Regions from separate parts of the Pan troglodytes genome. Here region 2 is linked to region 1. A link is a contact called in public Hi-C data. All regions are on one chromosome and are shown on one strand. The core of a region is the stretch at or near the end of the contact, and the rest is flanking DNA. Distances in the headings are between cores, read along the strand shown. Region 1 overlaps OTOGL (otogelin like). Region 2 overlaps OTOGL (otogelin like).

Region 1 (4,520 bases), core at 1,107-3,606:
ACTCTATTAATCTGAGTATCTATTTATGATTCATTAACCAAAAAGCCTTAAAGGATGCACTGTTCTTCACATTGCCAAAAAATGGTAGAATAGACTTTCTCTCTATGCACTCACACAAAGACATTAAATTAGAGGGAAACATGGACAGGAAAATAATACAAGAGACATCTGAGAAGTAATGAAGATCTAAACCAGAGGGATGACAGAGAGAACGGGAGGATGACACCTGAAGGGAGAGACACGGCTAATTATAAATTATAAAATCCTTAGAAGATTAAAAACAGATAAAATAATTAAAGCAGAGCTGTGGGAAACTTAAACAAAAATACTGAAAGGTCTGTGGAGGATCGATTGTTTATGATCCTATTCTCTAGAGACTGAAATTCTTTGGATATACCAGATGGCTTTATTTATATAACAAAAGCTCAGCTCTAGTGAGGTGCTGCTTGCAAATTCACATACAAATAAAAGAAACTGTGTTTATGTTTGTACATATCCTTGCACATAAGAGGGAGTTTCCTTTGTTTTTTATGGACATTTGAACAAACTTTATGCTTATAATGCTAAAGAGAAGGCTCACCTTTTAATATTTATTTATTTATTTATTTTTTATTTTTTATTTTTTTTGAGACGGAGTCTCACTCTGTCGCCCAGGCTGGAATGCAGTGGTGTGATCTCAGCTCACTGCAACCTCTGTCTCCCAGGTTCAAGTGATTATCCTGCCTCAGCCTCCTGAGTAGCTGGGATTACAGGCACATGCCACCACACCCGGCTAATTTTTGTATTTTTAGTAGAGATGGGGTTTCACCATGTTGGTCAGGCTGGTCTCGAACTCCTGACCTCATGATCTGCCCGCCTCGGCCTCTCAAAGTGCTGGGATTACAGGCATGAACCACCACTCACCTCTTTTTAAAAGGAACAGCAGCTTCCCAGTATAGCCAAGTAATCCCCAGAACATAAAATTTAACACAGAAAATTTTCTGACCTTTGTGGATCTTCTCTATCCAAGTGCATGACAAATATTTATTTCACTCCTCAGTGTTCATATTCAATCCTATCTCTTCAAATAACATCATTGACAATTAAAAAGAAATCTCAACCCTCTCCCCAAGTGAATATTTCAAGCTGCATCCTGTGTCAACTCCTGGCACTGAGTCAGCCTTGTCAGCCCAATTTAGAGCACATGGCAGTAATCCAATTCATTGTGGCTGTTTGTGGTCCCCAGATCAGGTTTCAAAAACGAAGGGGCAGCAATCCGGTGACCTTCTCAAGATAGTAGAAAACAACTCTGGTCATGACTGACACTTGATCTTTCTGCTAACATTAGCTCCTAATCAAAGATGGTGCCAAGCTTGTATCTGACACCAGCCCACAAACCTTTCTGTCCTCCTCCAAGAGGTGTGGGCATCCTGTCACCCACTGAGTTTCAGTTTTGGAATGACTGTCCCTTTCAGATCCAAGGAAGTCTGATTTTATTGACATTTGAGATAAAGCTCAAGGCCTGTCTTAATTGAGCTTTCCAGTTATTTATAATGCATACATATTTACTATTCATTGTCTTTATACTTAGTGAGGTTCAATGTGATTAGTAATAAAGACGTGGTTATAACTTTATAAAATTAACAACCCCAGAATATTCATATTGTAATCAGGAGATGGCATCCACTCGGAAGCTTTTTTCTGTGCACCTCTCATCCTGTCGTCCTTTCTTAAAAATGTATTACTCTTCCTGGGCTTCGTGTCATCCTTCCTCCATACTTCTGCTGGATCTTCAGGACTGGCTCAGGCATGGCCACAAATTGGCCCCAGCAGGGTCTGCAGAAGTAAACTTTACCTCCTAGGCCAGGCCCTATTTTTCTTACTTCACCAAATACTAAGTATCGGTATTAAAAAACAAAAACAAAAACAAAAAAAACCTGGCCACTTGCCTAAGTCGTCCCTAAATCAGGAAGCTGTTCTTAATGTGAAGAGGCCTTTAGGGAACCCTGTTGTTTTCTCATCCCTTACCTCTTATATAAAAGTCCGTGTTGAGGCCTGAAGATTCTTGGAGCTCTGGATGTGTTCAAAGTTAACTACTGGCTTTGCCCCAGCTCTGAGTTTACACATAATATATTATCTGAATTAGTCGAGTTCCAAGTTTTCTATACAGAATTTTATCTTCTTTCTATCTCCATAAACAAACAATCTTTGAAGCTAGATAATATGGGAAAAGAGGATGGAATCATTTCACCCTGCCTTGTTTGTTTCCATGAGGATTCTAACCCAAAGGAAAAGATGAGTCATTCAGCATCATTTCCTATGTGGTGCTTTGGACTCTGTGCTATCTTAGCCAAAAGAGGGCAGCACTCCATGGGTTTTGAATTCACAGGAAGCAAAACTTCAAACAGTTTTTAACTGAACTCTTAAGCAAGGCACTGTACTCTATTACATGGGATAACACAGATTAATAAGACCTCCCCAAACAAGCAGGAACAGGAAAGGAGAGAAGAGTTGGGGAGAGCAGTTAAAACATTGCCATGTGTTTGGGAGTGGTGAGCGATACGTCTGAAAATAAAGAATGGATGAGATCGTGAGGGTCCCTTGACGATTAGGCATTTATTCTTTATTTGAAATGCAGTGGGGAGCCTCTCCAAGTTTTTCAACAAGTGAATCATATGATTAGAACTCTGTTTGGGGAAGATACATGTGTTAGGGATGTATTAGAGAGATTGAAATAGGGAGACCAAAGAGCAGAGGGAAACATGGACAGGAAAATAATACAAGAGACATCCGAGAGGTAATGAAGATCTAAGCCAGAGGGATGGCAGAGAGAAAAGGAGGATGACACCTGATGGGAGAGACATGGCTAAGTAGGAAAGATGGACTTTAATGGACTTGATATAAGGAGAAAGGGACCAAGATAAACCCAGAGTTTCACATCTGAGATCTGGGCATATGGTAGAGCCTTTAACCAAAATTAGGAAGAAAGAAAAAAACAACTGTTTTGAAGCAAACATAATGAATTTGGTTTTGAACACATTTTCCCTTCAGAGAGCGTGAGATGTGACTAAGTTGCCAAGATATAAGGGGTAAAAGATAAAAATATAGGAAGGGTATGACTTTAAGGACTACCTTGGAAAGAAGAAGCCCTAAATGCTTACCTGAAAGCCCAGTGCTGAATATATGGCCCACTTGCAGGTGCAGTGTTGGGCCTTAGTGGCCTGTGTTTCTATATCTTCTTGATGTCATCTAACTCTCCTTATTTGTCCCTTTGTTCTAATATTTTTATATTTGTATCTTATGTAGTGCCACCTCAAATCCTTTTGTGAATAAATTAGAATAAGCAGCAATTAATCAATCCTGATAATTACATTTTTCTATATAGACTTTAAGATACAGCCATCTTCAGTAAGCACATAGGACCCATGTGTAAAATGCAGATCACTAATATTTACTGAAAACTAATATGCTAGGCAGTAAACTAAAAGTTTTATACACATCATTTCATTTTATATTATGATTAACAAAACAAGATTATGAAGCAATGCCATTATTATCCCTTTTTACAGATGAGGACACTGAAACACAATGACATTAACACTAATTTGGCCGGGTGCAGTGGCTCACATCTGTAATCCCAGTACTTTGGGAGGCCAAGGTGAGTGGGTCACTTGAGATCAGGAGTTCAAGACCAGCCTGGCCAACATGGCAAAACCCTGTCTCTACTAAAAATATAAAAATTAGCCAGGCATGGCAGTGCACACTTGTGATCCCAGCTACTTGGGAGGCTGAGGCCGGGGAATCGGAATCACTTGAACCCAGGAGGCAGAGGTTGCAGTGAGCCAAGATTGCACCACTGCACTCCAGACTGGGCAACAGAGGGAGACTCCTTCTCAAAAAAAAAATTAATTTATAATATAGCAGAACTTACATTATAACCCAGGCAGCCTGACCTCAGAGCCAGTGTACCTAACCACTATGCCTACTTCCTCTCTGTTCACATTGCCTGTCTCATTATACCAGCCCATTTTCCTGATTCCTCTCTATATGTCTCATGCTCCACTTTAGGATGCCATTTACATGTGTTAACAGAGCATTGGCATCCGGGGCAGTGTCTTGAATCAGGAAACTGTGTTGCCTCCATATATAGAGGATAAATTAGTAGGTTGAAGAAAAGATATACTACTTCATTTTTCTAAAATTAAATTAAATCTATCTCTGAACCCCTACACATCAAGGCAGATGAGTAACAGTCCAATACTTGTCATATGGGAGATGCAGTTCCTCCTCCCATGACATCATACAAGAATACTGACTTATAAGATGCCAGAAAATAAATGGGAGGGAGAAGCCAAGGAGCCACGTTTATTTTTGACCCTTTTTGTCATCCAATTTGCCTGGTATTAGGCAGCCTCAAAGGGGCTCCTCCTTTTGTCTGTTCATGAACTCAACCAATGAAATCCTCAACACCGATTCAGTGGCACAGTTATTGGAGTCCAGCCTTCCTGGACACTCAACAATTACATGACTCCAGCACTATG
Region 2 (4,520 bases), core at 1,170-3,669, 70 kb before region 1:
AAGATCCCAATTAGCATCTTATTTAACAGTTCAGATCTTACCCCAGAATTATCCAAGCATTTCACGTTCTTAGAAATACACTGTAGTGCATATTACTTTTAATACAAGAGTGAACAATTTCAGCTTATACAGTTTTTTTTTTATATAATATTGGTAACAGCACTTAATCCACATTCAACAGACTTTTAGGAAAAAAAATAGTGTATTGTACCTGAATAACATGAGTAATAGAAGGGTTGAGAGAAGCAGTGGCCTCAACCATCCCATTGCATGAGGATCATCTTAGGAAACCTACTATAAAGAATTGGAGAGTATTGGGAGGCTTATTTCCAGACATCCACATATAACAAAGTGGTTCCAGATTGTGGATATTATGGCAACTCTGTGTAATACACAATTGTCTAGGAAGAATTGGGAATGATCTCATTTCAATGGACTCTCTGAAATGAATAGTAATGTGTCAGATGCCACATAGTTGTTGAACTTAATGTCTGCACAATGCACAGTGTACAATGTCTGGCAGATATTAGGAGCGCAATAATGTTTGATAAATAAATCTATAAATGCATGAATAAGTGAATAATGAGTAGAAATTGGGGATTAGGGTATATGCTGAAGGCCATGAGATGTAACTATAAAATCACCTGGGGAGGGGAGGACATCTGTGTAATCATTTCCTGAAATCTGTTGATTTTTCCCTTGAGAATGACTGATCAGATATAATTCTTTATAGAAGCAACCAAGTTTGACAAAACATTTCAGATTCCATCTTTCTGAAAGAGGGTAGGTTTGTGGTTTCTTGATATCGTGGACCTAGTTTTCCTTGGTTTCCTAACAGATAAAATTAATCAATATTTTCATTGTCATTGTCTTTTACAGACCAGATAAGCTGTTGGAGATCAGTTTTTTCACTACTAAGGAATTATACTGAACTTATTTTGTTGAGTATATTACATATATTTATTATTGGTAAGAAAACATGATAATTGCTCAAGTATGATATTTTTGCATTCAGAATGTATATGTATATAAAAACAAATGACTTAAACTATAGCAGTATACTGTTTACATATATATTCTTAATGCCAAGGATCCTGAAAGAGCAAAGTAATACACCAAAGAGGCTAACAATTTGTAGATCAAAGTATATTCCCACTGACATTAAGTTAAGGATAACTAAAGAAGATCCTCATGAAAAAAAATCCTTTAGAATCTAGATCAGAGTTATTGACTTTTGTCTACTTATTTTCCTTTCTTTGGGGATCTTCCTGAATTTACCTATTTGAATTTTTTTAAAAAAAAATCACAGTTCATGGCAAAGCTAAAAAAAAGTTAATATCAAATATATGTATGCACGTACATAGCATGTGTGTGGTTTAGGGTGCATGTGGGGAAGTTAATGTGGGTAGTTCACAGGCTTATTTTCAAAGACAAGGCAAATATCTCAAAATATAAATAGTCTATATATCCAGTTTAATATTTCAATTTCGTATATGTGTATATTTAAAAGACATGGGATATGGGAAGAAAAGTGATAGAAAATAGAGCAAAATAGCATATAATAAAGGAGGTAACTAAAGAAATGACCACAGGGAAACTGAATTTATCAATTGAACTCTACTTCAACTTTAACATGTTATTAAAAAATAAAAAGTAAAGTTGCTACAATATCCAGGAGGAAACCAAGAAAGAAACAAACCAAACAAGAGTAGTTGAAGGAGGAGGAGTAGATTAGTTGAAAGTTGGGGACAGAATGGAGGAAGGTATTGTTAAATGGGAGTGAGATTAAAAGTAGTCATTCATGAAACTAAAAAACTCTAGTCTAGCCGTGTTATTATAGATAAGAAAAATGATCAAAGAGGTTAAGAAACGTTTTCAAGTTTAAAAGCTGGCTTAGATTTAAAAAAGACAGAAAGCACAAAGAGCAAAAGTATCTTGTGCTCTTTCCAGCATACCAGAATCCTATATTAATAATAAAAACAATATGGCAATCAACAGAATCCTCCCAACAACCACCACATGATCCGTAAACTGTGCTGGCTTCTTATGAATGCTCAACCAATATGAGTAATGTATTTTTAAAAACTACATCCAAATAGTGAACTAGCCAAGATGATTAAAGGAAAAAATAAACTTATAAGAATATTTAAGCATGTACATTAATTTTTTCACAATTATATATATACATGTGTATGTCTTGTATATATCTTCTATCTGAATATATACATGTGTATCTTCTATCTGAATATATACATGTATATCTTTTTTATTGCAAAGTGAACTAGACTTTAACATGGTTTGCTGGGGCTTTAGTTTTAAAAAATGCAGCCAAAAATTCTTAGCATGTGAGTTGTCCTGTCATTGCAAATTGGAACTCTGGAGCATGACCATCTCAAATTGTTGCCCACTCAATGGCACAAAGCCTCTTTGGATCACTGGCTTCCTGCTTATAAAGCCATAATATATGCTATGAGTAGGGCTCATGAGCAATGAGTAATGAGATGGTAATAACTGACATCAAACATCCCTGGACAATCACAGCATTCTCAGAGGATTCCTAGAGGCTTTTCTTTAGTATTTAAAGACTCTGAAAACTCCCAAATGCTAGTCCACATCTGCAAACAAGGGATTTCTAAACATCTAAAATAAGAAAATTTATGAAATAAAAATAGGAAATAAAAGCCACTGTCAGGTTTTTAAAAAACAACCTAGATTACATGAAAAGACATATGTAAAGGCATAATATTAAGCAAAAAAAATACACAAGGAATGGCATTGATTTTACCATAATGGAGAAAATTAGAATTTAAACTCACTATCTAATTTTATAAAATTATAGTAATACATAGAACTTTTCCCTAAGTTTACAGCAGAAAGGAAGTTTACATGCAAAACTTACTGTTTTGTTGATTGATGTTACAGGGGTCCACCATTGGGACATGAACAGGTGCAAAACAGGTAGAAGAAACTCTCCACGCATTTGCGTGAAGTTGTGGTGTACCTTCTATCATGCCTGATGGAGAACTAGAAAGCAAAGACAATGCTCATCTTCATGTATCTCTCATTCATTTGTTCATAACTTTCAGATATTTAAATAAGAGAATACTATTTTTCATAATGTACAAGGAAATCTTACAGCTTGAAATTTTCTACCAGTTTAAAAAAAAGTACAACGATATTAAGCTCCATATTATTGACATTTTGCAATGTGCCAAATTGTAGACATACATGATTTTATTTAATCTTCATCTCAAACTTATAAGAAAAACATCTTTTATCCCCATTTTACAGAGAAAGCAAAGCAGAATCTCCGAGAAATATTAAATTACACTAAGCTGCTAAGTATCAAAGTCACAATTCACAGTTCTCCCTGACTTAACCACATACACTCACACAACCAAAACTTTAGCATGTGTGTGGTTGAGGGTGCATGTGGGGAAGTTAGTATGGGCATTTCACATGATTTTTTTCAAAGTAAAGACAAATATCTCAAAATATAAATAGTCTATACATCCAGTTCAATATTTCAATTTCCATTATGAGATCCGAAATATCAAGATTCCATTATGAAGTGGGCAAACCAAATGAAAAACATCTATCTTAAAACTACAACAGTGTTTAGGAAACAAACACACAATTCCACCCCCAGCAGCCATTCAGATGTATTCATTCATCAACCAACATTTATTAAGTGACAACCCCTATTGGACAATGTGCCAGACACTATCAAAACTTCTTAGGAATCAGGTTGAACTAGATCTCCTGCAGGAAGTTTTTGACCACACCACAATCCTGACTGTGTTAACTCCTCCAATATGGCTAAGTAGAAGAGTAGGCATTATCTCAGCTTTCTCTAGTGTCCTTATAGATTAACTATTTTCACTGGAGCTGCTCAGCAGAGTGACCGAGAGAGGACAAAAAAAGGGAGCAATGCAAGCCATTTCCTTGTCCCCACCCTTTCGTCCTTCTCTCCTTTTCCTATTCCTCAAAATCAAACTAGCCCATAACTGTAAAGAACTGCAACAAACACCCTAGTACAAAATCTCATTTTGCTTATTTAAGAACACTGAGACTCAAAGTAATTGCATGGTTTGTGCTAGTTCATTTCTTCTCATTCTTTCCCCCTTCCTGCTCTCTTCACTCCTCTGAAGGACAATAAAATAGGTCAGGGTGACAGGTCAAGGTTTCCAGGTGGAACTGACTTAGAGCTTGGCTCTCTTATTTCATTTAGTTTACCTTAAAACAATAAATTTTAAAAATAGAGCTAAAATGTGGACTTATTTATTGTCTTTCATTTTATAAAATAACCTTTCAGCTCACCATAGTCGACTTATTATAATAAGGCATACAAAATATGTTTTCAAGTAATTAATATTTTCTATTCCGCAATGTCTGCATATTCACATTAACCTTTGTGAAGAAAGAGTTTTAACTACTTAAGTTGGAAAGCTAAACACTGTTCACAAGTTATCTCTGACTCCGAAGTATCATCTTGCACTCTTATCACACCTAAATGTTTA

What was found. Hi-C and Micro-C count contacts between places; a contact is called where the count stands out from the background.
Region 2: a contact with region 1 is called in a Hi-C map of stem cell-derived neural progenitor cells, with 2.4 times the contacts expected there. The contact joins two enhancer-like sites. A contact is called at or near these places in 3 of 7 Hi-C or Micro-C datasets (blood, induced pluripotent stem cells and stem cell-derived neural progenitor cells) and 1 of 1 other capture datasets (stem cell-derived neural stem cells).

What each region holds. Positions count from the first base shown.
Region 1 is chr10:86,983,682-86,988,201 of NHGRI_mPanTro3-v2.0_pri, reverse strand. OTOGL (otogelin like) reads right to left here. Exons shown (of 58, transcript XR_010148372.1): 1 at 1-4,520. Among named protein-coding and RNA genes, the nearest start is that of OTOGL, 5.1 kb to the right of the region's middle. Within about 2 kb of position 2,356, at least 8 of the 24 cell types and tissues checked have an H3K27ac peak or open chromatin away from gene starts, as enhancers often do. A contact at or near this core is called in stem cell-derived neural progenitor cells, where this site is marked.
Region 2 is chr10:87,053,635-87,058,154 of NHGRI_mPanTro3-v2.0_pri, reverse strand. It overlaps OTOGL (otogelin like), which reads right to left. Exons shown (of 58, transcript XR_010148372.1): 19 at 2,900-3,024. Among named protein-coding and RNA genes, the nearest start is that of OTOGL, 75 kb to the right of the region's middle. Within about 2 kb of position 2,419, at least 1 of the 24 cell types and tissues checked has an H3K27ac peak or open chromatin away from gene starts, as enhancers often do. A contact at or near this core is called in stem cell-derived neural progenitor cells, where this site is marked.